Regions from separate parts of the Oryzias latipes genome. Here region 1 is linked to region 2. The links are chromatin contacts, called in public Hi-C maps. All regions are on one chromosome and are shown on one strand. Each heading gives the region's core, a stretch centred on a gene start, on an enhancer-like site or on the middle of the called end of the contact. The rest is flanking DNA. Distances are from core to core; before and after follow the strand shown.

The links. A called contact is a pair of places that touch in the nucleus more often than the background predicts.
Region 1: a contact with region 2 is called in a Hi-C map of gastrula embryo, with 1.7 times the contacts expected there. The contact joins the promoter of ppp2r3a here to the enhancer-like site in region 2. A contact is called at or near these places in 5 of 5 Hi-C or Micro-C datasets (embryo, fibroblasts and gastrula embryo).

What each region holds. Positions count from the first base shown.
Region 1 is chr22:5,706,960-5,710,935 of ASM223467v1, reverse strand. It overlaps ppp2r3a (serine/threonine-protein phosphatase 2A regulatory subunit B'' subunit alpha), which reads left to right and starts at 2,433. Exons shown (of 13, transcript XM_020713792.2): 1 at 2,433-2,833.
Region 2 is chr22:5,664,327-5,667,770 of ASM223467v1, reverse strand. The region is part of intron 2 of ppp2r3a (serine/threonine-protein phosphatase 2A regulatory subunit B'' subunit alpha); the gene reads left to right. Among protein-coding and RNA genes, the nearest start is that of fndc3b, 25 kb to the right of the region's middle. Within about 2 kb of position 2,055, at least 7 of the 8 cell types and tissues checked have an H3K27ac peak or open chromatin away from gene starts, as enhancers often do. A contact at or near this core is called in embryo and gastrula embryo, where this site is marked.

The DNA.
Region 1 (3,976 bases), core at 1,184-3,683, 43 kb before region 2:
TCTCCATAGAAACACTGGCTTTGAGCACAGAAATCTTGCAGTTCACCAATTTGTGTTGTGCAGCTGCACCTGCTGCTTGATGTTAACAATATATTTTCCATTTATAATTCACATCTTCCTAAATATCGTTTATTCTCTTTTAATATAAGGCTTCCATGTGGTCATGGACCTTAAAATGTGATTTAGTTGTAAACCTGAAAGATGCTTGGACCCTTTTAAAAGATATCAATCTGGACTTTTAGAGAAAATGTTGAAACTATACAAGGATGCTAGCTTACAACACCCCAAATTAACATTAACTGTGCTACAAAATGGGGAGGAATATTGGAGCTATCCAGACGTACAGTTTTGAGCCAGATTTAGGCTCGGACAAGGAAAACAAAGACGTACGTGGATCTAGTCATCTGCAAGTGGATGCGTAAGAACAGAGCGGACTAGGGAGCTTGTGGCTGACCATGGTTGATTCTACGTCAATGAGTACTACATTGTGTAATGTGGAGTAAGGATTACTGAAATGTTTTCATTTCAATCAAGAAACTATTGATTTTCTTTACTTGATCTGCAATGTGTAGCAATAATCACTGGTTAATGTGATAATGTGTTCTCATTATAATCAATGATTATTACATATCGGTTACCGCTAATGTTTACTGAAGTCATGAATTAATGCTTTCTGACGATAATCAATCATTAACAGGGCACTTTATTTTTTAACTTGAAAAGAATCTATCTGATCAGAACCGCATTACGAAAACTATGCTAAACTATTAAGTGATCTAACTCAGTAGGCGTGGGATTATATTATCTCGTTTCTTCCCACCTTTTTTTCAATCAATAAATCAAGCTCTACTTGACTTAAATTAATGATCATTACAAAAGCAAATGTAACTTAAGTATGACTTTGTTTGTGTTTCTTTTTTTAATCTATGCATTTAATCATGTCTGTTATGAGTTTGATAAATCTGTGAACTCTCTTTATTGCTTTGACTACAATGCTTCCAACCAACCAACCGACCGACCGACCGACCGACCGACCGCCCGACCGACCAACCGACCAAGCAAGCAAGCTTATATACTCCCTCAATCATGAGAAAAAGGCTACAAGAACATGTTAAAACACCAAGAAACCCAACTTTTTTTAAGGGACGTCATGAAAAAGAAACAGTCCATTGATGTGCGTTTGAAGGTGTATAGTGAAGTATTTGTAGGAATAATCTAAGTTACACACACTTATAACGTACTGTACCCTTACGCTGCACTCTGGTCATTTGTTGGGTGCAGCCCTTGCTCCTCACTGAGTGTGAGCAAATAGTGCTGGCATGGGGGTACGTAAGGGCAGGATGCCTACACATGATACAGTATGATGGTCTAATTTTCTAATTTCTAACAGACAGGCTGCGCTCGAACACTTGAACAGCACTAATGGGCACTCTGTGAAGACAGTGAACAGGTTTCAGGGGTATGAAAAAAGGATAAATCTGTACGACGTGCCTGTGTCTCACCTACTTCACCATTACGTGTTGTGTAAGTGTTCACTACAACCTGTTGCCTGCAGCATGTCCACAGAAAAAATGTGCTTGAAGATTTTTGCTTTACAGGTTAAGGTGATCAACAATCTAAAGATTCTGTGCCTGTGTGCCCAGTACAGGTTTGCCCATCCACCTGTCCAGTTGTGACCTAAGTTGCGTTCACATCACCCTTGGTAACGCACGTTTAAGCGACCACTTTCAATGAAAAATCCATATAAATGCGCGTTTTGGGCTTCTGTATACAAAGCTCTGGCTTTCATGCGTCACTAAGCAAGTTTCTGCGTCCATTTTCGGGCGCTACGTAACAAATGGGCATCCGTTGAATGAATGCCTGTTGAAAGTTAAACCAGTGGACGGCATCCTTTTTAAGTTACTGAAGCCCCAACTGTTTGAAAATTGATCATGGAGGAGAAATTAATAGTTGCAGTTTGTGCCCAGAAGGAGTTATATGACACCAAGTTTTTCATAAATCGGAATGGAGCTGTGAATAGATTTGCCGAACTCGCACTGCTTCGACATTTCCCACCAAGCCTCTTTCAACTGTATTCTTGAATGTGCATCACATGCCTGATCTGAACGTGGAACATTTAATCATGATGTCGAATGTCGAATAATGAAAAAAAAGGTATTCAAACCAGCCTTTACTCTTTTTCCCTGCTGTCCATTGGAGGTATTTGTGTAAAAAGCCACCTAGTGGCTATCTGATGAAGTCATCTGGCTCTAATTTAGTTGATCAATATGTGCTTAACATGAAGTCTTTTGAATTTGGATACAATTAGCAACTTAAGGGCTGAAAATGTAAAAGTAAAAAAAAAAACGATTGTTTGATTTGAGTGTTTAATGTCCTGAAACTGTGACCCACACAAAGATGAGTTCATGTTTTTAGTCTTCATCAGGCTCCAAACACAAATGTGTTACGTCAGAGTTCAGAGCTGTGATACAAAAATACACCCTGCAGCAACAAATATGTTCCTTCAACCACAGCAGTGATACGGATCCAACTGTTTTCTTCGCCTGGGACTGAACGGAAGAGAGCCGTAACCGTGAGACCCGGCCCCGCCCAGCCGCTCTGCTAACGGGAACTCCCCCTAAGTTCCCCGGTACTCCTGCCTCTGCTCAGTCTCTCCGCGAGCTGTCACGCACTCACACGCGCGCGCACATCTTCCCCGCGGAGTCGCCGCGTGCTGGAGCAGCCATCCGTCCGCTCTCGCCCGCAGCCTCCCCGGCTCCAGAGCGCTCTGCAGTCCGCGTCGAGCCTCGTCGTGACGGGAGTTGGGACGCGGCTGGTCGGCGGAAGGCAGAAGGTACGGCGCTGCCCGTCCTCCGGGACAAACTTGGCGTCACGGCCGTCTCGTGTGATTGTTGTGAACAGGGCGTGAGGGATCTGCATGCGCGCGCGGGGTTTTCTGCACATCAGAGGGTTCCGCGTGAAGGGAAGTTTGGAGACTGCAGATCTTTGCGCGGGGAGCGGCAGGGGGGGTCCTGCGGCCACAATAAGTCGAGTTCAAGCCCCGGACACAGAACACCTAAATTCAACTTTGGCTTTTCAATTAGTTAGAATTTAGTGTTTGCTTAAATACACGGAATTGCTAGTGTGTCAAAAAATTGTTGGTTTAATTAAAACATGTAATTATAAAGTAATTTTCTTTAAATTTTACTGTCTTTTAAAAGGAAGAAATGTGTTTTTCATTTATATTCTGACTCAATATAACTTTAAAAGCCCTATTTGGTATGAGGTGTATGCTTTTCAGAACAGTTAAACCAGTTTCAGAAGGTTTTCAGAAACATTTAGCTGCTTTCTAACTTCAAATTGCCTCACAGGTTTCCAATAGAGCAGGTTTTGTATTTAAAGACCCTTTTTTAAAACTCATGTTACCCCCTGTCGCCCTGCAGTGTGATGCTGTTTGTTTGTGTGCACACACATGTAAGTGTGCATGTGGTGTGATGATATCCTGTCAGATCCCATGGGGTGGGGGGTCAGTCACAGGGTCTCCCCCCTGGAATTCACCAAGAATAGACGTGGAGCATTTTCAGAAGCATCTTTGCTCGGATGAATGTCTTTTCTTTTAATGATCACCCATGATGACCTCCGTGCTTCAATTCCCACCTCTCCCATTATCACTGACATTTTATAATAACTGCAGTAGTTTCTTTTTATGTTCGTTTGTTGGAATAATTCCACCTTTTAAAGCTTTTTCTCTTTTATGCATTCTCTTGGCTTTTATTCTTTTTTTGTTTGGGGTTCTACAGATACATTTCTTTTTCAGTCTTTTGCATCTCTCAGTACCTGGAAGTCCATCCTATTCAGTCTCACCTGTTGATACCCAGACAAGCATTTTCCTTTTTTTTTTTTTTTTTTTTTTTTTTTGTATTGTTGTGATTTTTCTTCCTCTTTAGACACTGAGTGACTCAGAAAAGAGAAAGGGATAAAGAATGGACGTGCTTGT
Region 2 (3,444 bases), core at 806-3,305:
ATTTTGTTGGCAAGAGAAAACCTTTTTTTGAAGAAAAAATTAAACATATTGTTTTAACAATTGGTTAGCAGTGTCTGTCTGCTTGCTTATTTACATTGGAGTGACTGAGGATACCCTTGTGGGTACTTGATGAACTGCACTTGCATTTTGATTTTTAAATGTACTTCATTCCGGAATTCCAATAACTGCTCTTGGGTTGTGCCTCAAAACACACATGAAGTAATGAAGCTCTCTAGTTTTGTGTTTTTTTTTGTTTTTTTGGGGGGGATGGGGGGGGGATTCACAATTCAACAGTCATCTATCTGTTGACCTAAACATCAGCATTCAGCGTCTTTTAAAAAGATGAAGTTTATTAATAGTGGGTGACAAAAAACTAAATGATAAGGAACAGTGAAGACAATCACACCTGAACTAACACAAAATCCTGCGTCAGCCTTTCCTGAACATGTTTTTTTAGTCTAGAAAGAAAAGCAATGTGTCAACCTTTAAGACAGAAAATGTGCGTTCTTGACTCGAGAGGATTATATAGACACCATTTACTGGGTGGGGGTCGCCACCGATGACTGCATTTGTTGATTCTTGGCTGGCAAGTGGATGACATCATTCCCCTCCTGCTTGTACAGGAAATGAGGTCACAGCAGGAAACTTAGCCAAGCGTGGAAGGTTTGAACCAGGGTGGAAACGCACACATGAATACATTCACACCTCAGATTTTTGGGGGTAAATGTTTGGTTGTTATGACTGTAAGGGAGTTTAAATATAGTTTGTAGTTCTAAGCAGAGGTTTGATGATGAAATATGGACGAGTATTCGAAAGGGTTCATAAAAAGATTCCTGCATCCACTCCAACACATCAGGAACAGCCCTCCACCAGCACCACCTTCCACTCCCATTTTGAGCTTGGAAATCCTCCAGCTGTAATGTTACACTTACAAACTTCTATATAGTTTTCAGGCTTTGAGTTAAATCTCTGAGCCTCCCTTTGGGTCACCATGGAAACCACCACAACATGTTTACAAGCTGCAGGTTGGTGGTGGGACTCCCAGAAAATCACTTGCTCACATGTGATTAGTTGACAGACCCCTTCAGATATTACCGGCACCTGGGGAGACTGAGTGGGGGCAGAAGGATTTTGGATTTGTTTTGTGAACTGTTGTAGGCGTGGTTGATTGTCTTTCCATGTGTTGGAGCTTGCCAGTGTTCCTGAACGTCATCACCCCTTTAAATGAAGCTTTCATTCACTTCACCAGAGGTTTTCCTACAGAAACCTCCCTAAGAGTGTTGGATCCTCTCAGCTTGTCCTTTCAGATTTGATGCACACAGGATGTTGGTTGTGAATATGGATTTAGACGAGAAGGTCATTTGATTAAGGCAGCAGTGAGCATCATCTTTCAGTCCGGTGCGGGTAAAGTTTAGTAACAGATTTGAAGTTTTGCTTTGTCTGCTGCTTCCCTCTAGTGACTCTCAGGCTGAACTGTCTAAGATGCTGCAGGGATCCAAATAAAACAGAGGATGGACAGCGCCATCCTCTGGAGGTTTTGTGACTAAAAAGGATTTCAGAATATGCTTTTCCTTTTTCCTGAAGAAAGCATGAAGTAGATAAATGAATTCTGTCAACTCAGTGTGCTGTGATTCTGGATTTAAGGACAGGAGGGAAAGGCTGAACTAATTTGCTTGCTTCATTTATTGCATTCAAATTTATTTCCCTGCTTTACCATGTAACAGGTTGGTAAATATTTCCTGTTAATAGGATGACTCAGGGAGCTTTTTTTCCCCCTCAAATAGCTGAGATTTTTAACTCCTCCGTGATTCGGATGTGAATTGGACCGTGACCTGCACGGTTTCACTTCATCTGCCACAGCAGAAGCACTCACACTCTTCAGATTTCAGAAGGGCGGGGCCTAAGGAAGGTGTGTTTGTGTGTGTTTATGTGAATGTGTGTGTCCGTCTTTAAGGGAAGTAAGAATAAAGAAGCAGAGAAGCAGCAGTGTGGGTTGTATTTCCCACACTTGGCGCGGTCACCATGAGTGCATTCCTTCCACTGCTCAATCCAGGGAAAGGGTTATCGCCATGGAGATGGCATTTGGCAGAGCTGGCCCAAAGTGTGTTTGTGTATTGTCGCACAGACGGGGAGGGGCGGAAGACCTTCGCCTGTTAAATCGGGCTTGGGTTAGAACTGCAGGATAAAACAATGATGTTATAAATAAAAACTTCTCTGGATAAGGAGAATTTGTGAAAATAATGACACAGTCTTTGACAGTTAAAAGGTACATTAAAGTAGAATTAGGAGTAAAAGGAAGACTTTTTTTACTTTCAACCAGTAGGCAAAAATTGCTAATATCTAAAGAGTTTGAAACTTGCATATATGTTCTGGATGTCAAGATTTTCCTTCATTTTTGTGCTTTTTCATGTTTTATTTTGGTTATTTCAGCTAAATCAGAAAAATGCTCGTTTTTAAAAGTTAATAGAAAAGGTTCACATAAGAAGATTTAGAAGAAGTGGAGCGACCATAAAACCTTGGTTTTGTGAAGGATTGCTTCATTCAATGCACTGATTATTTTTTATTTTAGAAAGTGTTTGTAGTGCAGAGGCTTTCCTGTCCATCCAATTCTAACGCGGTTTTGCAGAATTTTCTGTGCGGCTCTGCAAATGTGTCCTAACAAGGTGCAGCTATGTGAGATGATGAGGGAGGGGCAGGAAATTCTTACTTCTGGAGCCTGTAGAGGATTCTTTTCTTTACCAGATGCATGCTGTTGGGAGTATATAAACTGAACACCTAGGTGGTTTGTGACATTATGAAGAGAATTCGATCCATTGTTTGATGCAGTTCTTTAAAGGTCTTCATCAGGTTTAGCTTTAAAGATCTCAAAGTTGATGCTTTGTGGGAACTAGAAGCAGATCCCTTCACCCTTAAATATATAAAAGACAGCTAAAATTTAGGAAAACTCGCCCACAATTTCTATTCATCTTCTGCCGCTCTACAGAAACCGTGTCCTTGAAATTTTTGGCTAAAACAACATAATCATAAATAAAAGACAACTAGGAATGCTTTCAAAATCTCATCTCAAGAGATGATCGGAATGAAACTTTAAAACATCTTAGAAATGTTGCTGTAAATAAACTAAGATAAAGTACCAGAATTAAAAAAAATAATAATCTTGTGCCAACACTGTGACACAGAAAATATTTCAGCAAATTAAAGTTCCAAGAACTTCAGGTCACAGATGTTTAATAGTGAAGTGACAGAAGCAGATAGATCAGCTCAATTTCCATATAGAGCAAATAACTAAAGAGCCCAAAACATAAAAAGCATCTCAAATGTTGCATTGCTTCATGAAACCGCTTCAAAGCCATCACCATTACAAACTTTTAGTAATCAGGAAAACGGTTTTTGAAATAACAAAATTTGTTGACTTGTCAGAGCGAATCCGATTTTTTAAACGTA